2 separate regions of the Mus musculus genome follow, and region 1 is linked to region 2. A link is a contact called in public Hi-C data. All regions are on one chromosome and are shown on one strand. Each heading gives the region's core, a stretch centred on a gene start, on an enhancer-like site or on the middle of the called end of the contact. The rest is flanking DNA. Distances are from core to core; before and after follow the strand shown.

Region 1 (3,782 bases), core at 1,066-3,565, 200 kb before region 2:
CAACCATCTATGGCTCCTGCTCTTCTTCCCGAGAGCACCTCCACACACTTGGACATGCAAACACATGGTGCGCGCAATGTACACACACATGCACACACAAATAAAAGTAAATCTTAAAAGAAAGACATGAATGATGGTACAAGTTTGCAACCCCAGTGGTAACGGTGGGGTAGAAGCAATCAGACCTAGGGATTGGAAGTGCAAGCAACAGTTTAGTGAGAACCCGCCTCCAAAAATTAGATGACGAGGTTCAAGAAGCCATCACAACATCAACCTCTGTCAACATGCCGGCATGACACAGCACACTAGTGCGCGCGTGCACACACACGCACACACACACACACACACACACACACACACACACACACATGCATACACCACACACATTTTAATTCTGTAGAACTTCTTGAATGAAACAGAACTATGTTTACTTGGTATACTATCTTGAGATTTACAAAGCAATTTCAGGCACACTTAGTAATATATAGTCAAATGATAAATTGATATATGAATTCTATAATTTTTAAAATTACATTTATTTGTAGGGGAGGGGCATGCCTGGAAATCAGAGGACAACTTGTATGGCTTGGTTCTTATCTTCTATCATGTGGAATCTGGGGATTGAACTCAGCCTATCAGATCTGGGGGCAAGCATGTTTACCTAATTAGCTAGTTTGCCAGTCTTGAATTTGAAAACTTAAAATTAGGGGGGTGGAGAGATAACTTGGTAGTTAAGAGTTAAGGTTGCTCTCCCAGAGGACCAGAGTTCAATGCTAAGCATACACATGGCAGCTCACAGCCACTTGTAACTACAGTTGTAAGGGATCCGGTGCCTTCTTCAGGCTTCTTGGGGTAACAGATAGTGCACAGACAGGCATGCAGGTAAAACACCCCCACACATAAAATAAATAATAAAAATGAAAAATTAAATCGTTACTATGCTTAGAAAGATGGTTAAAAGTTTGGGAAGATAAAGTTTTAAAGAAAATAGAGGCCTTACTATAATTATCTTCTTATAAACATTACTTTAAGAGTCAAAAATACTATTATAAAAATATTTGTGTAACAACTATGACAGAATCAACTCTGCAACCTCCTAACTACGATTCTCATAAGCTGGCACCTGAACACAGAAAGGCAGTGGCCTCTAAGAACGGCCGCATCTGCTCGGAAGGTGCACTTGGAAGATGACTAACTACACTGTCCCTGACAGTTCAACCAAGTCTCACATTTGCAAACATTTTAACACGTGACATAGCAATTCTATTTGTGTGTGACTTTATTTTGTTGTGGGGACTGTTATTTTCGTTAATTTTGTGAGGCTATTTCCTGTATTCTGCTTTCAATGTCTTGAAGCAGAATGTATTCCATCTGGGTTCAATCTCTTTTCCTGCATCTCCTGTAAGCTTCAAAGAGCAGTGTGGTTGTTGAGGGAAAAACATCAACTCTTCTCTCTAGATTATTCACTTATGGAGCAGAACAGAACTCAATGAAGAGCTAATCCAGATTTTGTTATCTGGAGGATAAAAAATATTTTACAAGTAACATATTCAAAGTTAGAAGAACTTAATAGACTTTTATACTGCAGAGCAATAAGGTTAACGAGGTTTCTGTTAATACATAATTGCAAGAATGTGTGTTCTGATTCTCCAATACTTGAAAGGCTATTCATGGACCCAAGCTAAAATCTAAAACAAAAAACACCCCCCCACACACACTATTTTAGTATTATTATTATTATTATTAGATTATGCAAATATGTAATTTAGATGCATATATCATTAAGAAGCATGAATGCATCTTTCCCATGTGAAATCTATAATGCATTTTATATGAGAGCATAGTAAACTACAAGAATCAAGTTACAAGAATGGAAGTGGGGTTAAAAGCACAGTATCTTAGTGTTCCACCAGGGCACCACAGCAGATAGTGAGTACAGGATGATGTAAGTGTCTGGCAACATGCCAGGCTGAAGCTAATCTCCAGTGCAAGCTTGCTATTCTCTTAGACTGTATGGGTGCGTGCCTCTCGGCTTGTTTAAGTTCTATAATGGGGACCCTGCACAGGATGATTTGTCTTTTTAATTGAATAAATTTAAGTTAGTATGATTATTGTTAAAAGTTGAATGGTAGCTTATCCTAACAAAAACACTCTTGAGTAAACCATATACCTATGCCTCCAGAAACTGAACAGGCCTCATCTTAATTACGGTCCTATTGATAGAAGGTATGTTGTTCCATTACATCAGTTCATCGCATAGTTCAGAATCTGAACCCTGTCATTTGAAGCAATGTATTTGAGTGGATGGCAAGTTTCTCCATGGCCTTAGGACTACTGCTCTTCTAGCACTAAACAGTAGGTGACTATTTCATTAATGGTTTACTATGAAGCCACTTTTGAAGTCCAGCTGTCAAACAAACTTCAGCAGACTCTATAAAAACCTCAAGCAAGATTCAAATTGGAAGTGGTAGCACACACCTTTAATTTTAGTACTTGGGAGGCAGAGGCAGGCAGAGCAGTTTGAGTTTGAGGCCAGCCTGGTCTACATAGTGAGCTTCAGGCCAGCCAGGGTTACACAGTGACAAATAACAAAACTGACATGCTCAACACACTATTCAATACATATGCAGGAATACATAGAAACATCATAAAATGTCATTTATATGAAGATATAAAACTTACTAAGATACAAAAAAAGATCATGATTTTGAAATAATCAATGACACATTCACTTAGTTTGATGACAATTCACACATAATGGACAATATGGATCATATCAGAAATATTGAATAAAAAACATTTGTGCCCTACTTTCAAAATCCAATCTTTCTTCATCTGTCCTGGGTAGACTGCACTAAAGATACAACTTTCTCCTCTGCCAGAGGCCTCATCAGTTCTCCTGCAATACGATGACTGAAGCATGCAAGTACAGATTTCTGCTTTATTTCCCTTAAACTTTAGTTCAAATTCAACTTCCAGGGGCTACTTTCTCCAGATAAATGCTGTCATCTCAAAATAATGTTTTAAATCTCTCTATCAATGTCACCCTCTGCCACTCCCATGTCCTCTTCATAGAACTGTCCATCTACCACTATGCGGCTCATTTGTCTTTTTAGCTTCCACTCCTCTGGCACAGGCAATCCCCAACCTTCACTTTCATGCAACATGAACAATTCCAGATTTTTCTTGAACTTTTCTATTTCTAGTCCAATATATTTTTCTTTCTCAACACATTTTTAAGAAAAGTAGGTAGAGGCTGGGGAGAAAGTACATGTATGCAAAACATACACACAATACACACAAACACACTATTCCCACCTAGCTAGCCCCACAATCCTTTTTAAGTGAAGGCGCTGAATATATCAATTGTTTTCCCAATCTTGACATTACAATATAGGCTAAAAGTTATATAAACATCTGAGCTATAATATAAGCGGAGTAACACATTTATACTCAGCAGTGAAGTGTTTATAGTAAACCGTAAACAAACAGACGGTCACCATGACAGAGCTATATAAATTATAGCATGTACAACTGCCAGTTTAAGTTTTCAATGACAGATGAAACAAAAAGTATCAAATCAGGGGGGAAAAAAAAAACTCACCAAAACAATTTATTATAATAAAAATTTTATGACTTTAGGGGTACTATCATTATTATGTCACATAAAATTTAAAACATAAAAGAAAGGGGGAAACATTATAACCCTAACTAATGGAATCCATTTGGGGTTCCTTATGTTTTTCTATATGCATATTTTCTGCATAGTTTTAAATCACAAC
Region 2 (4,104 bases), core at 313-2,812:
CTTTAAGCAGGAAGCCTCTTAGGCTTGACAACAAGTGGGAGGAAGAGGGCATAGTTCAGGCTCATGGGATGGTGGCTCCTGATGGTGTGTAACTTGCCCAGCCATTCCCTAGGGCCCTGAACACCAGGTCCCAATTCCCCATCTATATAGCAGCAATTAGACTCAAAGAAAGAGGGTAGGTTCCCATGCATAGCTTGGGTGTGTGGAAGAACCTGCCCCGGGGAGCAGCATGTCACCACTTAGGTAAATAGGACCAGGTAGGACCTGTTCTGGAAAGCCTCCGTCACACCTTAACGATGGCTACTGGGATCTACGTGTGGCTTTTCCTCTGCCTCTTCTTCTACCTCATTGGCTTCACTCCTGAAGCACCAGTATTGCCTAGGAGCATCTTAGAAATGCAGATCTTAAAACAGAACCTAAGGAAAAGGGTCTGACTGGTTCACAGCCCTCCTGCAGGATGAGATGCCTGCTGGCTTGGAAAGCATGCAAGCAGGTGGCTGTTGGCCTCATCAGAATCACCTCCGGAACTTGAAAGTGTGCTGATGCCTAAATGTTCAAGGAGATAAACACTAAGCAATGAGGACACATTCCATGGTTCCCCATTAATGTGTGTAAGTTTTAGATTTATATGTATTAATTTAAAATTTTAAGTGCGGGAAACTGGGTCTAACCCTCGGTAATCTGGGGTTCGCTGGCGGGGTTCAGGCTGTGCATCAGGATTTTCAACTGTCTCAGGGTAGAGTAAAATTTCTGGAGGGCTTGTCTTACGGTTGGTTCCCAATTAGAACCTGAAGGTCACCTCATAATGGGACGGCTGCCCATGACACTCCACAGTCTGCCCTTTCCTTGGCTAGGAAGAGTTTCTTGGGCTTTGGTGTACAACAGAACCAAGCTGGCTGTTGGGGGATATGGTAGTCCACACAGATTCCTGGAGTCTTCTGCAGGTAACCAAGTCAGCCATGGGGTAGGACCAGGAAATGCTTCTGTGTGCACCTGATTCTAGTTTCATCTCTGCCATATCCCCTGGCAAGTAATGTCATGGGGGGTCAGCTTGCTCATCCAGGGAGAACAGGGCAGACATAACACATTTCCGGACTGTCTCCCCATTGGCCTACAGTTGCCTTGTGCAGAAGAAGGCTTAGTCAAGGGGGTTTGTGCTGTAGCTGAGAGATCAGGATGTGGGTGAATGTACCACCCAGCTCCTAGCAGCTGGGGACAAGGGATATATGTCAGAGCCTAACTGTAGGGCTCGACCAGATAAAGAGCAGATTCCAACAAAAGCTGAGCGTACCCAAGAGGCTCTCTTCTGATGGACCCTACACCATACATCTTCAGTTTCTGTTCTTTGTCTCCTGAGCACACCCAGCTGCAGGCATTTAACCTGATAGAAGATTTGCTTCTTGCAGAAGGAGGTCAGGTGCGGGGGAGGCAGATGGAGCTGTGAGAGGGAGCACTGTGGAGCTGTGAGAGGGAGCACTGCGAACCTGGAGCTCCCCATTCTGCTGTCCCTAGCATCCATTCTGTCCTTAGTCACCAGATCCCTACCCCAGTCAGACTCAGCTTCTGCATTCGGGCAGGAAGTGGTGAGGAGACAGGGCGGTGACCATGTCTGGAACACCACACTTCCCCAGGCGCCCCGGCACCCGGCCACGTGCAGCTCACTGGTCAAATGGATTCTCTCCAAGTCCCAGCTTCCCCAAAGCCCAGCTGCTTGGAACACAACCCAGGTGGTGAGGCAGGCTCTGGGGCAAGAGTAGAGTGGGCTTTCTGCTGGCCACAGTGGACTGTGACAACTCTGGGCTGGCTCTCCTCCAACACTCCCATGGCCAGGTCACAGTGACCCTGCCCACAGGCTGTTAGAGGGCAGAATAGGCTTTCCACTCCAGAGTGTCCTGGATACAAAAAGCAGAGAACACATCCAAAAGCTGTGCCATCAGGAGCAGAGTCCCTGACCGGGAAGACTCATTCGAGCATCTTTGATGAGCCCTGTGGATGTAGCCCTGTGCTTGAAGGCCTCCTTTTCCATACTCTTCTCTGACTGTCCAATGAATCAAATTTGCATGGGGCTGTGGGTTAAAAGTCTAGTCTAAGTACCAAAACTGAAGCCTGCCTGTCTGGTCCCTCAGCTCTTATCTGTCTGACTTCCCCACGCCGATCACATCTGCAGCCTCACCTCTTCCAGTGGGTGTCCGTGTCTCCCTCCAGCAGTTTCTGGCTCCAGAGACTGACTGGAGCTCTGATCCAGCTCTTGTGGCCCAAATGCTCCCAAGCTCCGTGCTGGAGAATCAGGCAGGGCCTCCGTCATACCCTGGGCTGCAGGGTGTCTGACCTTGGGCAGGCAGCCTTCTGACCTTTCTTGGTCAGCGCTCCTAAACCTGTAATGAAGAGATAATGCTGCTGTCTCCACTCAGGCAGAGGCTGAGAAGGGGGGCTAACGAAGAGCCCAGCACTTGGCAGACCTAAGCAGCCCCAGAAATGCTTCATAATCAAAACGCCTTTCCCCTCTGTGGAAAACAGAGATGGAGGGAGAGCATAAAGGATGGAGCGAGGAGAATGGGGTCACAGCTTTGAGGGGAGGAGGGAAAGGACAGCATTCCTGAGTGCACAGCCCCTCTTTAGGCTTGTGACTTTCTTCATATGTGTCCCAAGGAGCCCATCACTCACTCAGCAGGTATGTGACCACAAGCCCTGTGCTACTTCATTTTGAAGCAGGGAACAAAGGTCAAAATGTCCCTGCCCCTGCGCATTGGTCAGCCGGCCGTCAGCTTCTCAGGGTGCTGGTTGAGAGGATACTGTGGGTGTGACCCCTTTCCCTTCGTTTAGGTTTAAAGAAATGAGACTCTGAGCAGGGATTATGGCTCACCCTGGACTCCTGAAGGAGGGGGTTTCTTCCTGGGGTGACCTGAATGCTCTCCCTGGGATCTTGACTTCAATCTTTGAAGAGGTACCTATCTCCCTCCCTCCCTCACTAAAGCCCTTCTCTGCACCACCCTGCCCCTTGTTGTCCTTTTTATGAGCCAAATATCAGGCCATAGGCTCTCAGGAATCAGGCTCCAAGTTTGCTGTCCCAGGAACTCGGAACCTTTATTTAGAAGGGTGGTGTCACGCCTTGTCATCGGTGGAGAAAGGTAGAGTGGGCAAACAGAGCCTGTGACAACTGACCGACCAGCCGACCGACCTATTGTATGCTCAGCTCACACAGTGCTCACCCCGGGGAGGAGGAGTCTGGAACTTTGATCTTCTAGAAAAGGCTCAAGAGGTGGGGGTCTGCTCATTGTCCTGCAGCCTCTCAGGGCTTTGTTCTCGCTGTGGCTTGTCCTTCCTGTGAGTGGCTGACCTCACTTGGGAGAGAGAACAGGCAGAACAAAACAGATGGACTGAGCTTCATACAGGGAGTGGTTTCCCCCTCACTGACAAGGCGAGGACAACAAATCACAGCAGAGGGTCACGGGGAAGTTGCACAAGTCAGCTTGGGGTCTGGGCCAGGGCTCAGTTTTGTAATTAGTTGTAAGGAGCAGGGCATGGGCCTTTTGGCGATGGAAGCAGGAGGGTTGCCTAGGAGTTCTAGGCCAATCTGGGCTATAGAATAGGGCCATGTTTTAAGAAAACAAAATAGAGCTGGGTAGGCATGTAGCACAATTGTAATCCCGCCAGTGAGAGGTAGAGGCAGAAGGATCCGGTATCCAAAGACAAGGTCTTTCTTCCTTAGCTACATAGAGAATTTGAGGCCAATCTGACAGACATAAGACCCTATCTCATAAAGCAGACAAAATCGTTCTTTTTTTAAAAATGGCAGGGCTTGTAACATAGCTCCGTGGTAGAGTGCTTGCCACGCATGCACAGAGTTCAGGGGTCCATCCACAGCACTGCATAAACCAGATGTGTGACCACACACATCTGTGATTCCAGCACTCAGTGGGAGGAGGCAAGCAGATCAGAGGTTCAAGTTCAAGGCCATCCTCATCTGTGCAGGGAACCCGAGGCCAACCTGAGCCGTGTGAGATGCTATAGCCTTTACGCTAATAAATTCAGACTTGGTCTGTACTGACTTCTGCCTCCCTCAGTCCTCCCCTGTGAAATTCCGTTGCTGGGGCAAAAGCATTC

Evidence for each region. A called contact is a pair of places that touch in the nucleus more often than the background predicts.
Region 1: a contact with region 2 is called in a Hi-C map of pre-megakaryocyte-erythroid progenitors, with 3 times the contacts expected there. The contact joins two enhancer-like sites. A contact is called at or near these places in 1 of 484 Hi-C or Micro-C datasets (pre-megakaryocyte-erythroid progenitors), 1 of 115 datasets of contacts at active chromatin or transcription factors (microglia) and 2 of 9 other capture datasets (adipose tissue and liver).

The regions. Positions count from the first base shown.
Region 1 is chr7:67,258,081-67,261,862 of GRCm38.p6, forward strand. The region is part of intron 7 of Mef2a (myocyte enhancer factor 2A); the gene reads right to left. Among named protein-coding and RNA genes, the nearest start is that of Lysmd4, 37 kb to the left of the region's middle. Within about 2 kb of position 2,316, at least 42 of the 459 cell types and tissues checked have an H3K27ac peak or open chromatin away from gene starts, as enhancers often do. A contact at or near this core is called in liver and pre-megakaryocyte-erythroid progenitors, where this site is marked.
Region 2 is chr7:67,460,444-67,464,547 of GRCm38.p6, forward strand. No RefSeq gene overlaps it. Among named protein-coding and RNA genes, the nearest start is that of Gm33926, 22 kb to the left of the region's middle. Within about 2 kb of position 1,563, at least 160 of the 459 cell types and tissues checked have an H3K27ac peak or open chromatin away from gene starts, as enhancers often do. A contact at or near this core is called in liver and pre-megakaryocyte-erythroid progenitors, where this site is marked.